Linked DNA regions of Arachis hypogaea: region 2 is linked to region 1. The links are chromatin contacts, called in public Hi-C maps. All regions are on one chromosome and are shown on one strand. The core of a region is the stretch at or near the end of the contact, and the rest is flanking DNA. Distances in the headings are between cores, read along the strand shown. Region 1 holds the start of LOC112791244. Region 2 has its middle 7.5 kb from the start of LOC112791246.

What was found. A called contact is a pair of places that touch in the nucleus more often than the background predicts.
Region 2: a Hi-C map of leaf shows a contact between it and region 1, with 2.9 times the contacts expected there. The contact joins the enhancer-like site here to the promoter of LOC112791244 in region 1. A contact is called at or near these places in 3 of 8 Hi-C or Micro-C datasets (all in leaf).

The regions. Positions count from the first base shown.
Region 1 is chr3:123,723,303-123,726,002 of arahy.Tifrunner.gnm2.J5K5, forward strand. It overlaps LOC112791244, which reads left to right and starts at 1,362. Exons shown (of 7, transcript XM_025833990.3): 1 at 1,362-1,863; 2 at 2,254-2,339. The coding sequence starts at 1,740.
Region 2 is chr3:123,826,163-123,828,862 of arahy.Tifrunner.gnm2.J5K5, forward strand. No RefSeq gene overlaps it. Among protein-coding and RNA genes, the nearest start is that of LOC112791246, 7.5 kb to the right of the region's middle. Within about 2 kb of position 1,344, at least 1 of the 3 cell types and tissues checked has open chromatin away from gene starts, as enhancers often do.

The sequences.
Region 1 (2,700 bases), core at 112-2,611:
GAAGCTCTTTCTTCTCTTCAGCTGACATGTGTTGGAGACCGGAAGAAAAAGCCAAGTCATCCATAGAAACTAGTCCAGCTTCAGGAATAGGGTAGCTTGAAGGAGGGTCTAATCCCTATTGTTGAAGATAAGACCTTAAATTGTGAGGAACACCGGGCGAACTTCCTCCTCCTACATCAACTAGTTTAGCCCTTTCTTGCAAATTCTGCCATCAACCACAGAAAAATCAGAACTCAGTTAAACTCTAAATTAAGAATGTAAAGCGCTCCAAAATTAAGCACTTCATCTTCCCATGGCAAATTCAATTCTGACATTCAATCATATATAACAATGCAAAACAAGGAAAGGAGGGGCAGCGTAGGTGATGGTGGAAGAGGGAGTCAGGGGGAAATATGTCCTGTTTTGAAACGACATCGTTTTAGGGCGAGAGGACTAATATGTCCTGTTTTGAAAAGCTACACATTTTGGTGTGAGAGGACTAATATGTCTTGTTTTATAAAGTTACATGCCACGTGTACTCCCGTAACGGCCAGGTCAGCGCCACGGGAGCCACGTCAGCATTTTCTATTGAGCCCAACGGAGTCACTTTAATGGAGGGGTAAATTTATCCGCATTTTGAAAAGGTCAGGGACATAAATATATTTTCTAATCCTCGAGGACGAAAATGTCCGCAGAAAAAAAGGTCAGGGACGGATTTGTCCTTTACTCTTAAAATTAAGTTAAATTTTAGGGACGATTTTGTAAACAAAAAAGGTTGGGGACGAAAAAAATTTTCAGCCCCTATCTTAGGGATCAAAATTGTGCTTAACCCTATTTTTTTCCTTTAAAAGGTATTGTACTACAATTAATTTTTTGCGGTATCATTTTTATCAATGGTTTTTCTTCACTTAACCACCATTGGTGAAAGAATTTTTTAAAAACAAACTTATTAATAGTTTGTGGATATTTAAAACTCCCATAAAATATAAATAAAACTCTCACAAACTAATTTTTGTTATTATTTAACGAATTTTTTAATAAAATATCGTATTGTCCTAAAATAAAAAAGTTGAAAGTTAAAGTGTCTTTTTTTAATAGAGATCGCTTTATTTTTTGTAAAAATGGACAAAAACTGAATTTTGAAAGAAATAACGACAATAATATCAAAAGAAAAAAAAAAGGGAAAAGAAAGAAGTTACAAAAATGTATAAGGAAGAAGAAAAAAAAACACGTTTAAAGATGAAGAAAAATACATACACAATAAATAGTGCATAATATAAAAAATATTTATAACAATTTGATCGAACTTGATTGGTCGCTGATGGTTTTTTGCTCAATCAAATCATGCTGTCAAAATAAAGTTCATAGTTGAAAAGGTTGTGTTTAGTTTTGGCGTTTGGGAATTCTCAATTCTTGGTCTCACTGTTTTCTCCTAATTTCGCAGCGTAATCATTGAACACTGAAATTTGTTCTCCACCCAAGAGATACAAAGAGGAAAGCAAGGAATAAGAGGGATAGAGTGGAACCAACTCTTCCTAGTTCCTACACTCAGTAAGCAACATAATTAGTTAGGAATAACAAGAAGGTTTTCGTTATTCTCTTCAACTCATTTCCCCTAGACGGCTAAACTCAACTTCACTGTTCACTCTCGCTTCTCTCCTTTTTACCCTTCCAATCTTCCATTTTCCTCTTACTTCAACTTCCAACTTTCCCTTTAATTAATTAATTAATTAATTGATTGATTGATTATTAGTTAATTAATGACGGATCAAATAGTTTCTTCTCCTCTAATTCCTCCTCCATCTATCACCCACTCTTCCGCCATCGACCTTGAAGCCGGTTCCTCCGAACAAATCCAATGCCGGATTTGTCTCGAAACAGATGGTAATTTTGCCCTTTCCATTCTCTTTTTTCTGTTTAAATGTTTCTAATTTCCAGCTTAGGGATTCGATCACCTGTTCTGAGCTTGTTCCACGATTCTACTCTATTTGTTTAAATGCATTTGCTTTATCTCAATTTGAGCTTGAACTATTTATATCGAGCTATTACGTGTATAATTCTAGCTGTAGTTCTTAGTTTTTTAGTTGTTACTCTGAATTCTTAGCTCAGTTTACTGATACTTGAATTTATTGCGATTCCCTAGTATATGAATTTGTGAATACTTAATTATTTAGCTTAACATTTAGATTATCATGGTTCATGATATATCCTACCAGTTACTATCTGCCTGTTTTATAAATATATTTAGTTAATTTTACTTTTAATTCATCCCAGGCAGAGATTTCATTGCTCCTTGCAAATGCAAAGGTACATCAAAATATGTACATCGAGAGTGTTTGGATCACTGGCGTGCGGTTAAGGTATGGATGCCGTCTATATTTAAGTTTCAACGGTTTGTATACTATCGCAATATCAATCTATTTACTGTTTGCATAGGGTAACAATTATGTGGTTCATAAGTGATGAATATGATTACTAGCTAAGGGTTGCCAACTTATATGTGACAATAAGCGGATCCCACTTTTATTGATATGAATACTTTTCATTTTTAGAAAGTTGTTTTATGGTTAGGAATCTAATCATTGTAAAATTTATACACATTGTTATGAAAAGGTTTTATGTGCTTGCTTAGTTCTTGTTAGGTAGTTAGGTTTCACAATTTAGTTTTATGGCTCATGCTATATGTATCCTCTGCTTTGCAAACTTACTTTTGGAATCTCC
Region 2 (2,700 bases), core at 94-2,593, 100 kb after region 1:
TTTTTTAATTATTTTTAATATCTTATGTTAATTATATAAAGTATTTAAAATATTTTTTATTTTAATAAATAATAATATATATTATTTCTAACTTTATTTCAATCATACATATTAAGAATTAGGCTGAACACGCTGACATGTGATGGTATTTACGTGTGTGCAAATATGTTCGAAGAAGAATTTTTTTTATTTTTCATTAAGATACAGTTGGACATAGCAAACACGCGTGTCAGACGAGTGTTGATGAGTGTCGTGTCCAAAATGTATCCGATACGTGGACATGACAACTCAGCAAAGTGTCTGTACTTCATATACCGTAACTGATCCCTGAGCGGCGCCGGTCCCTCTGCGTCGAATCCTCATCGCCGCGACGCGCTGCTATCCAGGCAACATCTCCCAGCGCCACCATGTCACCGTTCTTCTCCATTCCCCTCCGCATCCAATCCTGATTGCGGCGACGCGTGCGGCTCTCCATGCAGCACCTTTCGCCGCGCCGCTGGACACCTGACGTCCATTGTGGCTAATTGCCAGACCTGTGAACTGATGCAGCAACAAAAGAAACATCCACCAATGTAGAAAAGAACAACCGAATGAGCCACAAAGAAATAGCTGATTCCATGGTATACTCATGGATTGGCAAGTTCCTATTTGGAAGGCTGTAACTTCTTAACCGCTGCAGTCTCTACTCCTGCTAATAGTTTAGCACACTCTTTGTTGTTACTATGGGGTCCTGAAGCACAAGGAGATTTTACCCGTTGGTGTCAATTAGGTGGTCTGTGGACTTTTGTTGCTCTCCACGGCGCTTTCGCATTAATAGGTTTCATGTTACGTCAATTTGAACTTGCTCGATCTGTTCAATTGCGCCCTTATAATGCAATCGCATTCTCTGGTCCAATTGCTGTTTTTGTTTCCGTATTCCTGATTTATCCACTGGGTCAGTCTGGTTGGTTCTTTGCACCCAGTTTTGGTGTAGCAGCTATATTTCGATTCATCCTATTTTTCCAAGGGTTTCATAATTGGACATTAAACCCATTTCATATGATGGGAGTTGCTGGTGTATTGGGCGAGCATCGAACGACCCAAAAAAAATAGCATGATTCTTATGCGTCTTTTATAGCGTATGACTTCTGATCGACATTCGGCAGTTGGCCTAGCGTTGCAATGGCATCGATTTGGAAAGCCGTTTGCAGTTTTGTTGTCGCAGCGAGTTTCATAGGTCCTTCGAGGCGGAGGAGACACTGTTGCTTCACGCGAGGTAGTACTCACCAGCAATCTCGAGGCGTGCCGCATAACGACACAGTGGTGGGGTGGTGCGGCGGTTGAGCCAAGTGAAGACAATGGTGTACGGCACTGCTATGGGAGTGGGAAAGAAGAGGAAGAGTGTCTATAATGATGGGCCTCGGAGACCTGTTGTGGACATCGTCTTCAACGGGAGGAGGCGCAACTCCTTGCTGCAACAGAGAGTAATCGACACTGGTTAGAAGGCGGTGCAATAGCGAGATTAGAACGAAAGAGGAAGGAGAGGGTGAACAACGTGAGTGGTAGTGGGAGAGGAATGGTAAGGTTGTGGGATATTTTTTTATGTTATTGGGCCTTTTGTTGCAATTCATTATATAGTATCTGAAAGATTCTGACGCTAACAAATTTTGATTTTTGTTATTAACAAAATAATCTCCGAAAGATTTTAAAGTTTGACAAAAGTGACCAACCATCAATTGAGTTACCTGGAGTTAACGTTTAGAGATGACGTGTTAGTTAAACCCTAATCACTCCACCACCTCAAATTTTTTGCAACTTCCAACCTTGAAAGACTAAAGCCCAGTTTGGGTAAATAACTTAAATAAGTTCTTTTAGAAAAGGAGCTTAAAACATAAGGACTTTTATTAAAAGCAGCTTATAAATAGTCACCAAAAAAAAAAAAAAAAAAGCAGCTTATAAATAAGTTATTTTGTGTTTGGATTTTTAGTTATAAAAGTACTTATTTTAAAGTTGTAGCGTTTGGATAAATAACTCAAAAATAATTTTTTTTTTATAAAAAAGAATGAATATTAAAATAACCATGATAACAAATACTTTCCAATATTGAATGTTGATTTTACATAACCTAATCACTAATATTGTGTATGATATGATAGGTGAAAATAAAAAATAAATATAAAATATGTGTCAATGTATATTTTATTGCTGTTTTTTATTTTTTATTTTTACTCCTATTAGAACTCTCTTCTCCTTTATTGAGGTCAAGAACTTGTTATAATTAACTATGAAAATAATAATAAGCTATAAAATTAAAACTGAAATTTCATACCACACTTGAATACAAATTTAATAATAAAAAATAGTGATAAAATAATAAAAAATATTTAGAAGGAATATATGCAGTAAGTTGTTCAGATGTAATATTGTCTGAAAATGTGGAGTATCAATACTTCCATCAGATGTTACGTAAAAATGGTGAGACTTAGAACATTGCGTGAGAATGATGGTGGAAGGCCAATACTTCTAGCAGACGTTGTGTGAAAATGGTGATGAATGGTCAGCATTTTTTCATAGAATCAAGAAGGAAAGTAGATTTTTTTGTTTTAAAATTATTTATTTTAAGTAAGTGGTAAAATGACTTCTCGAAAAGTTAAAAGCTTTTTTTAAAATAGTGCCAAACACATAGATTGCGACTTTTTGTAATCCAAAAGTAAAAAAAAA